2 separate regions of the Triticum aestivum genome follow, and region 1 is linked to region 2. A link is a contact called in public Hi-C data. All regions are on one chromosome and are shown on one strand. Each heading gives the region's core, a stretch centred on a gene start, on an enhancer-like site or on the middle of the called end of the contact. The rest is flanking DNA. Distances are from core to core; before and after follow the strand shown. Region 1 holds the start of LOC123053920 (E3 ubiquitin-protein ligase RMA1H1). Region 2 holds the start of LOC123053914.

Evidence for each region. Hi-C and Micro-C count contacts between places; a contact is called where the count stands out from the background.
Region 1: a contact with region 2 is called in a Hi-C map of leaf, with 6 times the contacts expected there. The contact joins the promoter of LOC123053920 here to the promoter of LOC123053914 in region 2. A contact is called at or near these places in 2 of 5 Hi-C or Micro-C datasets (both in leaf).

What each region holds. Positions count from the first base shown.
Region 1 is chr2D:475,514,683-475,520,802 of IWGSC CS RefSeq v2.1, forward strand. It overlaps LOC123053920 (E3 ubiquitin-protein ligase RMA1H1), which reads left to right and starts at 2,119. Exons shown (of 2, transcript XM_044477540.1): 1 at 2,119-2,320; 2 at 4,541-5,685. The coding sequence starts at 4,594. The coding sequence ends at 5,385.
Region 2 is chr2D:475,341,947-475,347,670 of IWGSC CS RefSeq v2.1, forward strand. LOC123053914 reads right to left here and starts at 3,199. Exons shown (of 16, transcript XM_044477533.1): 1 at 2,983-3,199; 2 at 2,821-2,884; 3 at 2,692-2,725; 4 at 2,094-2,224; 5 at 1,825-1,898; 6 at 1,623-1,698; 7 at 1,425-1,514. The coding sequence starts at 3,035.

The DNA of each region.
Region 1 (6,120 bases), core at 869-3,368, 170 kb after region 2:
TGTCCCTTCAGCTTCATCGAACAGTGTGTGTGCGTAAACGGTCATCCCTCCGTCCCGTGGTACATCACGACAGCGCGTGCGGGCTACAACATTGAGTGAATTACTCAATGAACAAGTTGGGTAAGAAGAAACTTACGATCTCCTCATCTGTTGTGGGTGATGACCCACAAGTATAGGAGATCAATTGTAATCCTTTCGAAAGATAAGAATGTCGAACCCAATGAGAAGCAGAAGAAATGATAAGCGATTTTCAGCAAGTTATTCACTGCAAGTACTGAAAGTAGCGTTAACAGATATTTTGGTAGCAAGGTAATTCGTAACAAGTAACAATAGTAAAAAAAATGCAGCAAGGTGGCCCAATCATTTTATAACAAAGGACAAGCCGGAATGTTCTCTTCTATAAAGCAAAGTTTTCTCGAGGACACATGGAAATCGCTCCGCTGGAGAGCAAAAGTGCTCCTGCCCAGGTTCCGCCTCGAGACGGCGGCGCTTCGTCCTGAAAGTCATCTCCTTATTTTAGGGTAAATGGCTTCATATAGTAGAAGGAGGGGACTAGAGGCCAGCTGTGGGCCCCACAAGGCATCAGGATGTGCCTGTTGCCTTGTGAGCAGCAGGTGGCTCCCCCTCTGGTATTTCTTTGCTTCAGTATTTTTTATATATTCAATAAGAATTCTTTGTGAAGTTTCAGGTCATTTGGAGCTCTATAGAATAGGTATCTATGTTGTAATTTCTTAGGTGCAGAATTCCAACCGCCAGTAATTTCTCTCTTCATGTAAATCTTGCAAATTAAGAGAGAAAAGACATTAGAATTGCATCATAAAGTGAAATAATGACCAAAAACATTATAAATAATAGTAGAAAAAACATGATAGACAATGGACGTATCAACGCGCAATGGCCACCTTGCCTCCAGCTGACCAACCACGTCATAAAACTTGGTGACGGAGGTTTGGAATCGATACGATAACGATCTCACATTGTGTTGTTGGATGATGTGCATGTCGTAGGGTGCAATGTGCACACATTGCCAGAAGGCCCCCCTTTGCCTGGCTCCTGCATATGAAATCCGCGAATACGACCAACCATGCATCACACAACAACTCATCATCCATGGTCGAGTACCCCGCCATCCTTCGTACTCTAAAAAAAGACACGAAGTTTGAAAATTAGCTAAATGGCATTTGACCGAACACCGCCATGGACGACGTCGACCGGGGGGGGGGGGGGCGAAGTATACCTGACTACGGACGGGTCTTGGGTGGACGACGCCGTCCTGAAAGGCGAGCGGGCACGTCGGTGTTGATTGCGGAGGTCCGGCAATGCCGGCTGCCGGACGGAGAGGTACATAGACGACGTCGGAGGAGGAGAGCGGATGCAAAGCAAGGGGAAGAAGGGGCGGAATGGAAGAAAATGGGACCGGGAGGGTGGATTTAGTGGGCCGGGGTTGTCGGAGTCCTACGTGGTTGCTGTGCGGACTCCCGCCAACATCCCTCCCCCTTCCAGTTTGCGGTAAAAAATGCGTCCGGATCGCTCGGCAAACCGATACAGACTCGCGTTGGATAATACAACACGTACTGACAGCACGACCCAGACGTATGCAGGCGGTTTGAGGGTCTACATTGAAGATGCCCTAATTCAACTAAATAAATCAAATTCGCGGTACCATAAATGTTCCAAATTTTCATGCCTAGCTCTCTTCCGTCCAGAAGAACACCATTACACCAGGTCTCTAGGTTTCTTTTACAGCGACACCATGTCTTGCCTAGCCTTTTTTTTTAGAATCTCCTAGCCTTCTCTTTCTTGTTTTCGAACTCTACCATGTCTTAGCTACTGTAGCTAATGATCAAACTGCCAGCGGAATCTCGAAGCCATATCCTTTTTCCGTTGCGCGCTCGCTCGCACCGATGCCGCCGCCCTCGGCTCTCATCCCGGCATAAAAATTTCAACCGGAAGCTTCCCACCGAAAGCAACGTCGGAGGCCCTCCTCGCCGTCCGATCGAGTCGACGGACGGCGCGCGCCGTCCCGCGCCCCCGCGGGCCAATCACAGCCGTCCCCGCAGGATCTGACGGCCAACGCCCCCTCTCCCCCCGTCGGTCTCCGGCTCTATATAATTTTCTCTAGCCCCCTCCGTAAGTGACGTCGACGCCCAATCTCATCCCACCTTCTCCACCTCCTTAACCTCCCTCATCTTCTTCCTCCGCCCGCAGGCCGCACCGCAGCGACGCAATCTCACCGATCGGTCCTCGCCCCCCTCGCTCGATTCTCGGAGGCCAGGGACCCAGGGCGGCGGCGCGCGCGCGGATTGGATTCCCTTCCGAGGTCGGTTCAAATCAAGCTCCTTGTTTCTCCGTCCCGCTGTTGTTCTTGTGATTTTTTGTGGGGGTGTAGATTGCGTCCTCTGTCCGATTATTCTGGCACGGATTGAGGGATTGTTTCTCGTGGTGGATTCTCGGACGCTGCAATTGAGCTGGGTTGGCTGCGTGGCTCGCGTGTGTCTAGCTTCGCCGCCGCCGCCGCTGCCGCCTTGGCACCAGCTGCCCGGGGTGCTTCTCCGGGAAGAAGCTCTCGGGGTGTTTCCCCCCCTCTTCTCATGGGTCAAATTAGCCGTGGGGATGCCCTGTTTCTCTAGGGAAAGGATTTATCTTGTTCATTTCATCTGTGAAATCAGGGGGCGCAATCCTTCCGACCCTTATCGCCCTGTTTACGAATTCAGGGATGCTAAACTCATTCTCCTCCATATTGACGCCGGGGACATTATGTCTGCTCCTCCATGCTCCGTTGCTTTTGCCTACCGAAGCTAGATATTTTGGGGGCAAACTCCTCTCTCTCGCATTGAGATTGCATACGGCGGTAGAACGTAGGAGTAATATCTTACTTGGAGTGGGGGAAAAGAAATCCTGTGGGCATGTTCAGTAGAATGCTCAATGCCCATTGAATTGTCAAACCGTGTTTGGTTGTAGTACAATATTGCATTATATGCAGCATCAATTCATAGCGTGCATAATAATTGTAGTGGTACATAGCACAATTAAGCGCAGCAGATCTGTGTGCTTGGAAGCTTGTCTCTGAAGGATCACATCGGTTTCAGTTACTCTGTTGGCTAGTATCCGTTCTTGCTGCGGTATAGGAAAAAGTTGTGCTCTGGGTTTGATATATGCGTGGCTTATGTAATTAATTATGCGTGTTTAAATTAGGAAGGGATGACCGAAGTCCACTTGTGTGTATTAATACAAGTGTATAATAAAATTAGTAGTACTTGTACACATGGGGGCCATGGTGGTTGGGATATTTCCACTGACGCTGCTGAGCAATTAATCCCCTGTTTCCCGATCCTAACACAGTAGGGTGCCATTATCTCCTGGTTAATATTCTTTTCTGTGGTCACTAGATATGTTAAATGATGATCCTTTTGGTCTAGTTGTCTACATGGAATATGCCAAGCCATTTAGCTAATCCGTCGTTGTTGCGGTCCACATCACGATCCCCACCTGTTGTTGTTTATCAATGATTCAATCGTGAGAGGAACCCCACAACCACATAGAAAGATCAACGTGCTACGGAAGCTTATGCCCAAGATGGGACGGGGCATCTCATCCTCTCCACCCGCTCCCCCTTGGTTTAGTCAAATCGGCTTGTTTGGTCTTCCATGGCTAATGGCGCTGAATATTCAATTACAGCAGCTGGGATCAGCTTTAATCTTCTAGCCAGCACCTGCAAACGTTGTCCAAGTCCACTATGCAAACCGTGGGTACATATTATAGAATGCAAGCCGTGTTCCATGCCTTCCTTGCCGAGGTAACTCTTAAGCCGCCAATCATGGCTCTTGCCTTGAACATGGGGGCAGTCAAATACTGCGGCGTCACACAGTGGTTCCATATCCTTGGTGATTCAAGTTTCCCAGGAAGATATGCTAGGATAACATGTCAGTACAACCTAAAGTAGCTTAGGGTTAAGAATAACAAAGAGGATAAAGACGGAATGCAGCATCTGTAGCCCTTGTACTAATTATTACTAAAGAAATCAGAGCATCCATAGCTGTTGACTCAGCCTGCTGAGAAAGATGATGGGTTCTTCCGTGGGGAGTCCATTGCTTGCGAAAAGGGCAATTGGAGGAGTGCTTATAGTTATTCTCTGGCACATTGACATGGAATCCAGGGGCTTTACCTAACATCCGCTCCACTTTTCACACTTGTTAATGTGAGTGGATAGACTCCTCAGGACACGATGATGTGGCGTGGGCCTTGATGCTGCCTGTTATCTGAACCCCCTTTGTTGTTTAGCAGGCAGCTGTGTCTGTACACACCCTCTCCCTCGAATTTTAGGATATATACTAAGCACTACATGGCTGCTTGCTGTGTGCCTTCCAACTCTTCTTTCTTGGTGTTTTATCTAGTCCTTAAACATACAATTATAGGTGTGTTCACACGTTATCAACATTTTAAACGCTTCATGATTAGTCCCACTTTTCTGACTTTGCCTTTCCATTACATGTATTCCTACTATCTACTGACCTCCCCTTCTATTTCTATTCGATTGCAGTACCGTGAGTTCTTCAACTAGAACTGTTTGCAACGCATAGCATCCTGATTGCTATGGAAGGTGGGGGAATGGACCAGGTTTGCATGGCTGCCATGACCAACCAACCTCCAGTGTCCGATAACAAGCTGATGAAGAACATCAGTGGGGAGATACCTTCAGCCGCGACTGCTGGAAGCGGCTCCTTTGACTGCAACATCTGCCTCGACTTTGCTGCAGACCCAGTTGTTACCCTCTGTGGCCACCTCTACTGCTGGCCTTGCATCTACGAGTGGCTGCGGCCATTGGTGGTGTCAGCTTCCGGTGCCAACAGCACTTCAGCAAGGCAGCAATGCCCTGTGTGCAAGGCCGCACTATCTGCTGACAGCCTCGTGCCGCTCTATGGCCGTGGTGGTAGCTCGAAGAAATCACTGGATGGTACAGCCATTCCTCGACGGCCAACGGTGCACCGGGAGAATGTTGCACACCAGCACGCGCAAAGCAGCATCGATGATAACCGGCACCACCACAATGTGGAGCCCAGCCCTCCACTCCGGCCACTACGGCATGCGCACCACCACCATCCTGGTGCCACTGAGTTCGACTTCGTCTACCCTCCTTCGCCAATGGGGCGTGGCCTGATCCACTCGACGGCTGGAGGGGTGCTTGGAGGGATGGCGGAGGCGGTGCTTCCGTGGGCGTTCCGCGGCCAGGTGCCGCCGAGCATGTACTACACAAGCCCCTACGCTGTCGCGGACCACACGGTGGGTCCACGGCTGAGGAGGCAGCAGATGGAGGTGGAGAGGTCCCTGCACCAGATCTGGTTCTTCCTCTTCGTGTTTGTGGTCTTGTGTCTGCTCTTGTTCTGAAGCAAGGCTAGAGGCTCTCGTTCTGAACTGAAGAGGCGGTATACGGCTTGTGTATATATTGGAAGGCATGATATACTGCTTCTCGAGGAAAAAGAAGGCAAGATAGTAAGGAATGGATGTTGTTGCTTATATAGTGATGAAGAGAGGGTAAGGAATGGTTAATGCTCTTAACGATCTCTATCGGTAAGCATGCGTCTAGATCATGCTGATATATAGAGTTGTAATATCAAATACTTGGAGGTGAAATGCAAATTTCATTCTTGTCTTGCCTCAGCACCAGGAACTCCATTACCTGAACCATACACATGGCCTGTTTGGTTTGCCTGCATCTGTCACTACCATGAGGATTTTCTTCCCAGAATCTGCATTGTTCTTGCATTGGGTTGGCGGTTTACTGTTACTGGATTTACACGTTTATGAATCTCCCCATTCGTTGTTCGCACAATTAATGTGTTAAACATTTATATACATTTTCTGGTCACTTTTCAGAACATCTCAAAATGCACATTGTAGATTTGCAAATTGAATGACCCGAAGCATATCGTACATAGTAAAGTGTTTGGCCAACTTTATTGTAGATGTTGAGACATTTCAATTAGCAGCCGTGCCCTACTTTATTGTATAATAAAAGTGTTTGCCCAACTGCATCTTTCTACACTGTGCAAGGAGAAGTCATTTGCATCGTGCATCTGTTCGGTGCCGGGCAAACAGTATTGTGGCCTCCGCCTGTCCGGT
Region 2 (5,724 bases), core at 1,949-4,448:
GCCAGCAACCTAGACCAGGGTAGTGATACTGCCGCAGGAGATTGTCGTGTGTTTAGCAAGGGCTTGCAGCAACAGGTAAAGAAGGTTTGAATTTTCCAGTAAAGTTAAGGATTGTGGGCTTCATGAAGTATGGTTTAGACATGATGAAGCACCAGATTTCGGGAGTTACAAGGTTGCAAGTCAATCTACGACGGCTGTTGTCAATTGGTATTGAGTTACATAATATAATCCAGCTCCACATCAGATAGAGTCAGGTTCACAGTGCTGAACATATACAAGCATGGCAATGACACCGGAGCAAGAAGCAGTTGTAGAGGTGTTGCAAGAAGCCGACACAGTCAAGCACAGCGGAGGAGGCAAGCACAAGAGGAGGAACGGCAGTGCATACAGGGGTAACAGCATCAAAGGTGCAACTAGAAGCAGCGGTAGCAGAGCAGATAGATGCGATGATGCTAGGAGACGCAGAAGGCATACAAATGGCGGCAGAGTACTCTGTAGTGACGTTGTTGAGCCCAGCTGGAAGAATCCAGGCCATGCATGTGTGGAGATTGACTCAAACAATCCGGTTCTATGTGTGTGCACAGAAACACGAAACAAGAGTTTGGTGTGTGCAATATTTGCAAGCTACAGTTCTGATCGTAAAACAGACTCCGAAAATATGCTGCAGGCATGAAGTCAGCGGCGGCAGCGGTGGCACTGCTGAGCGCAGTCGGTGGAGTTTCGTAGCGCAGGTTTGAAATGCGTGAGATTGCATTGTGTTGATCCAATGTATGAGATTATGAGCATAGACCAGCCAAACAAAGATATACGTGAGCAGCGATTTGCATGGAACCCAGCAGATCAATTAGGGCATGAAGAGTCCGGGCCAGGAGATGAATAAGGAATGTTTAAACTGCAACAAAACCATGAGGATCACAGGGCCAGCTTTGTATTGATTACTAGCTCAACAGTTTCTTGGACTGGCACACCTCTGTGCCATGAGTTTACTTCCATGTGCACAGCAGGATGGGCAGCGATACAGTGCTCTGAAGGAGAAGCAGTGGCTGTGAAGCAGCAGGAGGCATTACCGGTAACACAACCCACACCAGCCCCTAATGTGCAGATACGTCTCTACTTGATGCACCAGAGGAGTCCACGACTGACAAATGGATTTAATTTAACCAATCTAATGAAGCCGTTAATCCTTTGCAATCCAAATAATATGCACAATTTGTAGCTGTTGCCATTTTTTGCCCAACTAGTTCATGATTTTGTGCAATTCTTAATGATGATGATTATAAAACTAGGCCATCATGGGGTCTACACAGTACACACCATGTAAACAACCTTTGGCTATTTGATTAGCCTTCATGACGAAAATAAGGTAGAAGAACTTGTAAAAACAAAAGATAAACTAAAGAAAATGCCTGGATGAATTAACTTACAATGCCACTACCATATGTTTCAGCCTTTGCATACCGTCTAGGAAAGATTTTGAAATCGACTGCCAATATGGACACGCATGTCACTAAAACCTACAAAGAGCACAATCACCATTAATACTGCAATAGTACTGCTCCATCTCTAGTGCTGGTGAAGGAGCAATAATGTGTTACTTATATAATCAATAAACTTGTGCATACCACTGACACTCGGTAAGAAGATATGTCTGCCCTAAGAGAAGGCAGATGTTGTTGAGCCTTGAGATGAGACTGAGACCTGAAACTGCAGTGTCATATAACTCCAGATCACCATGGGTGGTGTTTCACGAAAAGAAATCAGAAGGGAATTAGAGCAGCAAAAACAAGGTAACAAAAATTGGAGTAATAACTAAATACCAAATACCTTTTAAACAAGATGTAGATAGATATCACAGCTACAAGAGAAATTGCACAAATATAAGTCCATTCAGCTAAGATCTGCAACAAACCAAAGGAATAACCACAGATTCACTTATGAGTTAAAAAATGTTAAAGCTCATCCAAAGATTGGTAGATGACAACTGAATAGTTCAGTACTTCAGTATAAGCTTGTGCTTTGCACGTTCCCTGATTTATGGCGTTTAACAATTTCATCATGTAAGCATATTAAAATGCAATGAAGAGGGTACTTGCCGTGAAAATCAGAAGTATAGGCAATACAACAGTGAGAAAATCTATAACCAACGCTGAAAAGTAATACACTCCATCTTTATGACCAGCAAGAGCATCATCATTTTTCTTCACTGAATCCCTCCTAATATTATCTATAATAAGATAAAAACAAGGAAGTAGAATCTCTGTCAGATCTACTCCATGAATGAAAATAAAGAAGTTTCTATTATTGATAACAATGACTAAATCAGGGTAAAAAAAACATGGAAAAACTGAGAAGGATGCCATGACATAGCTAGCATCAGATTGGACAGCATAGTTTAAAGTAGAGGACATGCTAGCTGCCCACGGTTCAAGTAAAATTTAACAATATAGATGCTGGGACATGAAAAAGATTGGGCTGGATAGTTGAATATCAGAAAATACCTTGTTTAAAAATATCAGAAAATACACATTTATGATCAGAACGCTAAATGTGCAAAATTGCAGCATACTGGCAACTGAATTCCACTTTCATAACACCTATCTCACTTGAACATTTGTTGCAAAACAAGATTCTACACTTACACGAAAAGGTATAAATGGTTATGAAAATTTACAGTATCTGTAACCAACTGACCTCTGCTGCTCCATTTCCTTAAAACCACCACTGCCTGCAAACCAAAGAAACAAATCAGACGACAACCCTGACGTGCATATATAGATACAGAAATATTGGAAATCTAAGGGAGAGAGACTGATCAGTCACCGGCACAATAGTGGAGAGCGCCGCGATCTCCAGAAGGGACGACCCCGTCAGGTTGCTCACAAATCTGCATCATGAAGGAGGAGAATACCTAGAAGTTAGCAGAGCAGTACGGGCGAGAATAAAGTGGTGGCGAACGCAGGTAGGATTTGACTTTGCACTCACTGCTCCTTAAGAAGCTTGTTGGGGTTCAGGGGCTTGTCGAGGAGGCCCTCCATTCTTGGACTGCGAGAGGTGGTTCGGTTGGCGGCCGCTGGTGGTGGCAGCGGCAAGTGAGCCGAAGGAGGACGGTTGGAAGCCAAGACTCTGTGGGTGCAGCGGCTGGCAGGCAGTGGCGGATCTAGAATTTTGAAACAGGATGGTCCACCCTAAAAAAAATACAATAAATATGACATGCCAATAGCACAATAGGAAATTGTCAATATGATCTTACAAACATATGAAAAATTCTCAAATAAGTCTTTGATTTTGCATAAAAAAAGCCTACATGCCTTGAAAAGTTCAAAGGAGACTATGTGCATGTGTTCATTATTTCACATTTGATACATATATGTAATCAGGTGGTCCTAGTTGACATTCTGTTCTTCAATATGATAATGACATTTATTGATTCAAAAAATGAGAACAATGTATCAATTGCTTGATCCAGACAGAGACAATTCAGTAGTAAGTAGTAACATTTCTGAAAATTACAGCTCAAGATGCCACATGGATTCAGAAAAATGGATCCATACTGAAACAATTCAGTAGTAAGTAGTAACATTCCTGGACAGGACTCATCACTAGTAATACATTACAATTTACAGAGGAGCACAACAAGCCTTAATTCGTAACGAGAAGTACTGGCAGGTGGCAGCACGACGAGCAATGAGTATAATCAGTAAACAAAAATTGCGGAAGAGGCAGAAATCTCATCAAACGTACCTCAAATCGGCTGGGCGGCTGGCTACGTGCCTTCTGCAGCTGCACAACGCCGGGCGCCGGGCGCCGGACGTCGACTGCCGAGTGCGGTCTGGGCGGCTGCGGGCTGCCGGCTGGTCGCGGTAGCGCAGGGCAGGGGCGGGGCGGGGCGGGTAGAGTCGACGGCGAGGCACGGGACCAGGTGGCGAGATCGGCGGGAGCGCAGAGCAGTCGCGAGGGGAATCGGGGACGCAGCGGCTGTCCGGGAGAATATCAGGTGCTCCGGTAGCCAATGCATCTCGGCCGTTGGATCATCAATCGAATGGACAACATTTGGTTAATGCGAATTTTGTAGAAAACCCCAAAACATTTTTGAAATGACACTTGAATCCACATCCCGTGAATGTTGCCTGTTGGATCACGATCCAATGGCCGAGATGCTACCGGAGCACCTAAGATCCGGTGCTACCGGAGCACCTGAAATTTTGAATGCTGTTTGGAGGCGCTTGACAAGACCCGGTTAGGAGGAAAGGCCATGAGCAAGAATTCCAGTGTCTCTACGTTCAGCTTTATCCACAAAGCACTGGCTTAGGTAACGGAAACGATAACTCCCGAACGACCAGTATTCTATTGTCTTGTCCGAACGCAAATTTTAAGTTACACCCATGGCAAATTTATATCTTTTTTTCATGGCCAATCATTTTAAACCATTGCAAAGTTATTTTCTGGTACCATGGCATTTTTATTGTCTGAAACATGGCATTTTTACCGTTGTTAACCATGCCAAAACAGATTTGGTAATGTCTTTTTGTTAATGAACATTGTTTTTTTCTGTCCTTTTTTATGGTCACTTGAAAGTGGATCAGCAACCATGGCATTTTTACACAAAACTTTTTTTAAAGGCAAGGAGTTCCTTTTCCTTCTTCATTTTTATTTTTTTTCTTTTCTTGATTTGTTTGGGCTTTTTTCACGCCTGATAAGAATCCTAGCAAAATGGGCTGTTAGGCCCTTTTTTAGATCGTGCTAATGGGGGTCGTTCGGACTGGAAAGATTTTCGCAACGAACGTCCTCGTTCGGTAAAACATGCATCCCGGAGCGAACGAGTCGTTCGGTCTAGGGCTCCTCCAGACCGAATGGTCGGGAGATATCGGGGTCCTTAGGTAATCGTCAAAATATGTTGGCGTCACATGGCCTTTGCGTGCGGTTCACTATTTTGAAAAGAACAAAAATACAACAAAAGATCACACGTGAGGCATTGGAGAATCTTAAGTGACCATAGTCCTTTACAGGCACAACATTTTGAATATTGAAACGTATAAGAAATAAACATTGGTAAGTTGACCGCACAAGGTCGTGGATCGGGTAGGAGGACAAGGTTTGTTTCATTTTTTAATTACAATTTGATCACTCTCTTGTTCTATGATACAAAATTGAAATAACTTGGTTGAAAGAAAAGGAAAACAAAAGCATTATATTGAGTTGGAGTCGCATTTCTGCATTTGTTATTTGTGCCCTTTATAAGTGTTGGTCTCGCATGAAAGTAGTATTGTGGTTATCTATTTATGTTAGGTCCCACATGTGAGTAGAAATACATTTGTTTATCTATGTTCTTGGAAGGTTGCTAGGTAGAGATGCATTTGTTTATTGGTGAAGGTTGTTGGCCCCGCATGTGAACTCATTACCAACTGCAACCTTTATAAGTAGGAAAGATATATGGTGGATCTAGCCCTCCTTCCCCGCCGATCACCCAGCATGGCAGCCCCGACGGGAGACATGCAAGCTCGGGCTGTCAGAAGTGAGAGAACCTAGGTAGCTCCTTTGGAGGGACACTACAAAATGATGTTTTGATGCTGCGATATCTAGACACAATGAGGGGCGGCCTATTGTTGTCGTTTGTCGTGATGAACATGGCCTTTATCAAGGCGCCTCAATTGTTGTCTTCAAGGATATGGTGCAGGCCGAGACGCTGGAGGCATTGGCATTCAGTGAAGCTTTCGCTATAGCGTC